Regions from separate parts of the Hordeum vulgare genome. Here region 2 is linked to region 1. The links are chromatin contacts, called in public Hi-C maps. All regions are on one chromosome and are shown on one strand. Each heading gives the region's core, a stretch centred on a gene start, on an enhancer-like site or on the middle of the called end of the contact. The rest is flanking DNA. Distances are from core to core; before and after follow the strand shown. Region 1 holds the start of LOC123407127 (probable rhamnogalacturonate lyase B). Region 2 holds the start of LOC123407084 (cation-chloride cotransporter 1).

The links. A called contact is a pair of places that touch in the nucleus more often than the background predicts.
Region 2: a Hi-C map of leaf shows a contact between it and region 1, with 3 times the contacts expected there. The contact joins the promoter of LOC123407084 here to the promoter of LOC123407127 in region 1. A contact is called at or near these places in 4 of 6 Hi-C or Micro-C datasets (leaf, seedling and an unstated tissue).

Annotation. Positions count from the first base shown.
Region 1 is chr7H:242,614,900-242,619,106 of MorexV3_pseudomolecules_assembly, forward strand. It overlaps LOC123407127 (probable rhamnogalacturonate lyase B), which reads left to right and starts at 2,232. Exons shown (of 16, transcript XM_045100188.1): 1 at 2,232-2,608; 2 at 2,761-2,857; 3 at 3,213-3,334; 4 at 3,436-3,489; 5 at 3,585-3,704; 6 at 3,789-3,908; 7 at 4,001-4,142. The coding sequence starts at 2,595.
Region 2 is chr7H:242,758,000-242,762,206 of MorexV3_pseudomolecules_assembly, forward strand. It overlaps LOC123407084 (cation-chloride cotransporter 1), which reads right to left and starts at 2,245. Exons shown (of 14, transcript XM_045100124.1): 1 at 2,041-2,245; 2 at 1,667-1,863; 3 at 588-737; 4 at 337-415. The coding sequence starts at 1,854.

The DNA of each region.
Region 1 (4,207 bases), core at 982-3,481:
CCCCCCCCCATTTACAGTATTTATTTGAAAAGGAGGTTCTACAAATCCCACGCACATAGAAAAATGGCCTGTCTTTTGATAACCCAATGACGGCGTCCCCGCTTTTGCTCCAGCCAGCCAGCAAAATGTTACTCCCCCGACCTTGTTTGGACCTATCCTGGCGTTGAACTCTTGGCTTAAGTCAGAGACAGTCCCTTGGAGCATGGAATAAACATTTCAGCTCTCTCTGACGAGGATTTTCTCCTATGCTTGGCTTTCTCCCTGAGGTTAGGTTGAACAAGGCAAGTCCTCTACAATCAATCTCCATGTCCATGGCAGTAGTACACTATTCTCCTGTGATCTATCTATGGACGTAGGACGCTTTATAGCTCCCTGGGAGATTCAAGCACGTACTACACTATTCTCCTGTGATCTATCTATGGATGTAGGAGGCTTTATAGTTTCCAGGGAGATTCTTGCTCCTCTTTGTCCTTATCAATTCAAGTGTCTACTACTGCTCAAGTTCCAAGTTCCAAAGCCACAAGGCTTTTGGCATGATCTCTTTGCACCCCGTGAGCGGGATCAGCTCAAGGAAAATATATGCAGCATGGGCTTGGAATCGGATCACATGATCACTGTTTCTCCGCTGCTACCCGTGCCCCATTTTCCCTCAAGTTGTCAACTCTGTATGCATGCATCGATTCGATCCATGGCGTTCTTCCTCTTGTTTCAGAAAAGAAAACCCCTCATTCATTGCTACCTCACGGCCGACCGTTGTGACTTGGGGGCGCGAGGTATCCATCCATCTCCAGTCTGAGCGTGAGCGTGAGCGTGGGCGTGGCGTGGCAGCCATGACGGTCCGCATCAGTACGTGCGCGCGTCCTGCCAACGCTTCACAGTCCGGCGGGCCACTACTAACGACTCCATTTGTGATACTAGTATATATGAGATATGCCTTGTGGTTAGTTAGGTTAGGCACGTTACGTTACGTGCTTCAAATGCTATACAAACAAATCCTGCCAGCCACTTCTTCACTTGGTTATTAGCATTTCTAAAGTCCCTGTATCAACATCTAGCTAACTATCCTGTAGATAACTTGAAGACCAAACCTTTCCTAGAAGAATTAAAGATCAGACATTGCCGTTACGTCTGCTAAAATCTCACATTTTTAGTAATGCACATGTACTTGGTACAAGCGATATGCGACGTTAGATGACTGACAGCCACACAAAAAGTAGGCACCTGCAAACTGTACAAATTATGTACTAGTACTAGTAATTGTTATTGCAACCAATGAGATAGTATACTCTTTGCTGTTTTTCTTAGAAAAGGAGATATACCCGATCTCTGCATCTGGATAATGTATGCAATCATTTTATTAACTATTCACAAAGGTCATATAAAATAATATATCAGTTAGGTTGAAGCCACCATCTAGGCAACACTTGTTGCTACTCCTATCCCTTGATGAAGGTGTGTCGAATATCCGGATCAAATACTAAACAAACATCGCATCAAATCCTAACATCTATGACCGGATGCCCCAGTCCAGCCACACACCGGGACTAGGTCCCACACCGCTCCCGCGCACTCTTAGAGGTTGCCGCCACCATCTTTCACCGGTCCATCTCCAGAGCTAGAACAGACACACCGACCTTGCAAGGCCTGCCGCCGGGATCCACCGTCAGGCTTACGATAGATGTAACACCGTTCCTCCTCTTGTCCCGTCCAACCAGCACTTGCATCAAAACGATGCCCTTAAAAGGGAAACGACATCGAATGTGACATCATCGTCCGATCCGGTAGATTCAGATATAAGGTTTCCCCCAAAGCATCATGAGTGGGGTGCCATGGCCCGCAACAACGATGCCTCGAGAAGGTAACGACGTCCTAGATGTCGCCATCATCCGCGACGATCGAAGTCGGCGCGGTTTTCATCGGAAATCGCGTCCCCCTGATCTCGCACCTGGGTGGAACCGAGGGGGCCTCGCCTTGTAGACGAGGGCCGCCGTCGGCACTCCGGCGGGGGCGCTCTAGCCACCGGCCGGCCAGGACTGTTTATTTGTTACTTGCAAGCATTATCTGTTTAATTTCTGCAATGCATAGGATAGGAGCATATAGCAGGAACATATTATTAGTAAAAGGAACTCGCTCACAAACAAAAAAAAAACTGAAGGAGCTGCTCCATACTCACAGAACATAGTACTATATATATACATTACACAAAAGACGGATGACCGATCGATTAGTAGGCATCTTTTCAACAATGACATGTCTCTGTTGCTGCGGCCTGCAGGCCACTGTGGAGATGTACATATGCCATCGTCTCCACGGCTGCCGGCCGCACTTGTGAGAGGCGCCAAGTGTTACCGGCCAACAACCAAAAGAATTGAGGAGAGGCGGACCACGCCATTGCCGCACCTCCTCCTCCTCCTTGGCTTCAACTCCACGCACACATGCTTGCTTTCCAAACCAAGGGATAATTAACCGCCCATCCATCTAAGCATCGCCACCACACACACCACCACATTATTCTCCATGCACAAGGGATCGATCAGTGGAGGGGAGCGAGTCATTGACATTGATTGATCCGTCCGTCGTCTCACTCTCACCCCATGGCGAAACTTAGGTACTACTTCTGCTGCTTCCACTGCCGCCGCACCTCCACATGCCACGGGTGAAGCGCCATTAATCTTTGCTTGCTGTGCTTCAGCTTCGCTCCACTCGGTCAGTTTCTTTTCTATATAAACGTAATGCCGCTTCCTCGTCTCTCCGGAGCAGCTGTAGGAGCCTGGTGCACTGTTGTTTGGGCCCTCCACGGGAACGGGAAGCCGGCGACGCCATGGACGGTGTTAAGCTCAAGGTCACCAGCAGATACGTAAGTGCTCATCTTCTGCCCTTTGCTGCTTACGCTGTCTATTTGGCTCGCGTGTGCCAACATGCATGTTCTGTGTATACTACTGTATATGTGCAAGTTATAATTGTTTCTTCGAAAAGGGGATAACCCACTAACCCAGGCCTGCATCATAAGATTTTATTTTTTTCGAAAAGGAGGCAAAGCCCCGGCCTCTGCATTGAGAGATGCATGCAGCCAGCATCATAAGATGCACACAACCATTTTATTAAACAAAATAAGTCTTTGCACCCAAAGGCCATGAGCTCCCGCACGTTGATACGTTGCAGTCATCACCACCACATACATACGGATTGATGCCGTAGCTCTATATGTGCAGGTTATAATAAAAAACGACATATTCGAGCTGACGCTGTCCAACCCCGACGGTATTGTAACTGGCGTGCGGTACAATGGTGTGGACAATCTTATGGAGATTCTTAACAAAGAAGACAATCGAGGGTACCGATCTTGCTCTGCGCCTATATAAAGTTTCTATCATCAATTTGTACTATACGTATATATCCAAGGCAAGGCGAGTTAAGCGATGCATCTTGTGTCAGGTATTGGGACATTGTTTGGAACCCACCAGGACAGCGAACTGGAATATTTGATGTGTAAGAGGAGCTCATAATCAGACTTCATTCATTTACCCGCCCTTTTTTTTTTCTTGTTAGAGAAATCAGTCACGAATGTGAACGCTTGCACGCAGGATCAAAGGCACAGAGTTCCGCATCATACATCATGATGAAAACCAGGCTGAGGTCTCCTTCACTAGATCATGGGATCCTTCTCAGGAAGGGAAAGCTGTTCCTCTCATCATCGACAAGAGGTGACTTGACTGACTGATGAACAAGCATAAATTTGGAGCTAGGAAAAATCATGTTTAGCTGAGCAAGCATCTCTGTACGTACAGGTTCATCGTGCTTCGTGGTTCCTCGGGATTCTACACCTACGGTATCTATGAGCACAAGGCAGGGTGGCCTGATTTTGGCATTGGGGAGACCAGGGTGGCCTTCAAGCTTAGAAAAGACAAGTTGGTTCTCAACTTTACGATACAATTTTTGCTCTTCACTTTTAAAAAAAAAATCTTCCCACTGAAACTATGTGTTGGTGGAATTAATGCAGGTTCCATTACATGGCAATGGCTGACAACAGGCAGAGAATAATGCCGATGCCTGATGACCGGTTGCCTCCCCGCGGCCAGCAATTAGCATACCCTGAGGCTGTCCTCCTTGTGGACCCAATTAATCCTAAACTCAGAGGGGAGGTAAGATAATAGAGATACAACAAGATTATCCGTGATAAATATTTGACCACGTTCTGAATAATCTC
Region 2 (4,207 bases), core at 995-3,494, 140 kb after region 1:
TTATAACTATCCATATATCCAAATGACATAAACCAAATAACCAGAAACAAACAGGTCGATGAAAATCAATGAAACAGTGAAGAAACTTGGGAGATCAGGCATGAAAATGCAAATGTACAAATCAGCAACTACTGTTGACTAAATATATTTAGAGATGTAGCAAACTGTCAAACACGATAGGTGACAGTATCAGCAAATAATTGAGCCCAAGCACTACTCTTTCCTGTTAATTAATTCCAAATATACTAACTTCTAGTTATTCATGTTTAACTAGGAGAAGTGTGATGAAGTATCAAACAGATGGAACTCATCCTAAAGTTTGGAACTGGAGACAACCTTCGGCCTTCCAATGGTAATTGCTACATCCTCTCCCTCCCTAGGACTCGAAGGAGCTGGAATCTCTTCTCCTGTCATGCTGTTTAGATTCAATCAGATACTTATGTCATAAAGTAAAATCACTAGTTCAAGCTATTTCTTTGGAGAGCACATGCTTAATATATCAGTCAAAACTACGTGCGCTCAATAAAAGGAGATATATCTCAAGTTTTCAGACAACCTAAATAAAATAACACAACGATGAACCGTACCTCTTGAGGCCCAAAATATTTACAAGTGAATCAAACCCAAAAAGCTCTAGCTTTGAATCCCTTTGAGATCCACTGGATGTAGCATGATCACCAGAACCTTCTTGCATGCTTGGATCAATGGTTAGATTAGCACCACCGGGCTTAAGGTTTCTATGATATACATAAAAGAAAGCTTGTTGAGTGCATAAATTCGCAGCTACACAGTTTGTGTCATCTAAATCATATGACGACCACTGAAAGAAAAAGACGGAATGAAATCTGCAGAAATTATGGCTGATAACGTGTCATGGAATATGCAATCAAAATAGAAAATCGAGCAGGGAAGCCAGTAGGTACAACAAAAGAATATATATGCATGATGCAAATAAGTAAACCAGTGTCAAGTAATATTCCAAGCAAACTACAAAGATCAATAACAAGAACTGATATTGAAAAGGAAATATTAACTGCTCAAGTAGTGACAGGTGTGACACTCATTGACTAACATTCTAACTACAGAACCCTAAACCATGGGTATATACCAATAGAAGCTCAACATAGATTATCGATATATGAGTACACACAAAATATCATATGCCAAAAGAAAATTCTACCACACGGTCATTCAAATATATCAAACCCGAGGAGATTACAATACGATGACCAAATTTCAAAAGTCAAGGTCATGGCCTCACATTGAAGGTAGTCTACAAACAAACAGTAATGTGAATTTCACAACCCTGTTCATAATGCACTGAGCTCTAAATGAAGGAAGCAAATCCAAAAGGCTATTAAAAGCCTAAGGTTGTAGTCTCAAACAGTCCAAAGCCATTATGTAGTTAAAAACTTCAAATTAACCTCCCATGTGTGTTTACTGCCCACCAAGACTATCATCCGAATAAAACTGTCCAGTTGAACACCCCGTTTGTCTAAATAACTCACTGTCAAGACAATGCACAGATATTTGCAGCAACTACGCTAGCTGGTGATTCTCGCAGAAGTGTAACATGTACTAAACCCGAAACCCTTTTACTGATTGTGTATCAAACAAAAACAAAATGCTGAGGAAGCCCACACATATGAGACCAAGTATGCATCACCTAGGCGGCTGGGGTGTTATGGCGTCATGGCCAGTGACAGAGGTGGAGGTGGAGCCGGGGCTGGGCTCCATGGAGGTCATCTGGATGACGGCGCTGTCGTCCGAGCCCACTGGTCGGTAGCGTCGCCCGTTAGGCGGCGCTGGCACCGGCAGCCCATCCTCCGCGGCCTCGATCTCCCCATTCTCCATACCAGGAAGCTGCAGCCACGCACAGAAAAGTTGGTGCTATGAGATCTAGGTTTTCAGAGTAGACGCTGGAGCAGTCCCGGGCAGCGGCGTAGCAGGGGGCTGGAAGGCGTGGATCTGGATCCGAGGCTGAGCGTGGGGAGCAGGGGCGGTTCGGGCGGCAGCGAGGCGTGATCGCTGGAAGCTTACCAGGGTCGACGGAGAGCAGGGGGCGGCGGAGCTGGGCGCTGCGGCGAAGGAGCAGCCACCGGCGGCGAGGGGAGTGGGCAGTTAACGGGGAAGGTGGGCAACGGTCGGAGGGGGGTTGGAAAAGCTACGAAACTGGGTTTGCTTCGTCCCTCATTTTTGCGCTGGGCACCCTGGCCTGCAAAGTCTTTGAGTTGAGGGAGGGATTGCTTCTCCACGACGCTCCTAGGCTGCGTGTTGTCTTTTTTTTTTTTTTACTTGAAGAAGATGTTAAAGAAATTCATTTTATACATATATAAAGCAAAGATTCACAACAATCTGATACAAACTCACGCCAACACAACACACACATCCAAGATACATAGATGTTATTGCAGCCACAACACCCCTAGAGCTACAAAGCAATCGAGAATTCAACCTGAAACACGTCACCGTGAAGAGATAAAGCCACATACGACGAACTGTGGGCTTCAAGGTGGCGCCTTCAGAAAGGAAACAGCACTGGAGCGTCGCCACTGCTCGATCTGAGGATCAGAGTTTCCCCTAAAACAGCACGACGGCGATGAGAGCCGCGACGACGCGTTCAAAAAGGGAACGAGCTTCGCAGCCACCGGTCCGAAGATAGAGCATGTTTTCTTCCCGGTCAACACCGACCGCCACACCCCGGCTGCCATGCCGCCCACACTGTTGGAAATGTGCGCTACAGGCAATAATAAATTGATTATTATTATATTTCCTTATTCATCATAATCGTTTATTATCCATGCTAGAATTGTATTGATTGGAAACTCAAAAACATGTGTGGATACATAGACAACACACTGTCCCTAGTGAGCCTCTAGTTGACTAGCTCGTTGATCAAAGATGGTCAATGTTTCCTGGCCATAGACAAGTGTTGTCACTTGATAACGGGATCACATCATGAGGAGAATGATGTGATGGACAAGACCCAAACTATGAACGTATCATATGATCGTGTAAGTTTATTGTTATTGTTTTCTGCATGTCAATGTATCTATGACCATGAGATCATGCAACTCCCGGACACCGGAGGAATGCCTTGTGTGTATCAAACGTCGCAACGTAACTGGATGACCATAAAGGTGCTCTACACGTATCTCTAGATGTGTGTGTTGGGTTGGCATGGGTCAAGACTGGGATTTTTGACTCCGTGTGACGGGGAGGTATCTTAGGCCCACTCAGTAATACAACATCACAATAAGCCTTGCAAGCAATGTGACTAAAGATTTAGTCACGGGATCTTGTATTATGAAACGAGTAAAAGACTTGCCGGTAACGAGATTGAAATAGGTATAGAGATACCGGCGATCGAATTTCGGGCAAGTAACATATCGATAGACAAAGGGAATAGTATACATGATTGATTGAATCCTTGACATCGTGGTTCGATCGATAAAGATCTTCATAGAATATGTAGGAGCCAATATGGACATCCAGGTCCCACTATTGGTTATTGGCCGGAGAGTATGTTAGGGCATAGTTTATGCCTAAGTAATTTTGGTGATTGATGACAGTACCGCAAAGGACTAACCGTGTGTGTTAAGATTTCAGATAACACATGTCAATGGCACAAGACGACTCGCCCCTCTTTCCATGGAACAGAAGCACGGTGTACTCTACGATTCTCTTTATTTGAGTCATAGGAACGTCGTACTATTAAGAGGGGACCCGTAGTGGAAAGGTTTGGGTGGAATCAATTTTGCACGCACACACTATATCTCCTTTCCCCTTACCTACAACATTGGAGTGGCTCCCGCCTCTGTGTTTATCTCATCTAAGCAAATGGTCCCTCGGCGGTAGTACCGCTGTGCCTAGCAGTAGTCCCGCTGGAGTGCTGGCGGTAGTACCGCTAGGCTGGCGGTAGTACCGCTAGGCTGGCGGTAGTACCGCCCCTGGTCAGCGGTAGTACCGCTCCAGGAGCTTAGTACCGCCTTCCTAGAGGTTGTACTTCGACGGACCTTTTTTGCGAAGACTTTCTTGGCGGTGGTTGGCCCGGTAGTGCTTATGCACTACCATGGGTCCAGCGGTAGTACCGCTGCAGCCAGCAGTAGTACCGCTAGGCTCGGGCTGTGAGTGGGAAAACGGTTGGATTCCCCCCCACTATATAAGGGGTTCTTCTAGCTGTGGAACCCTACCTTTGACCCTCCCA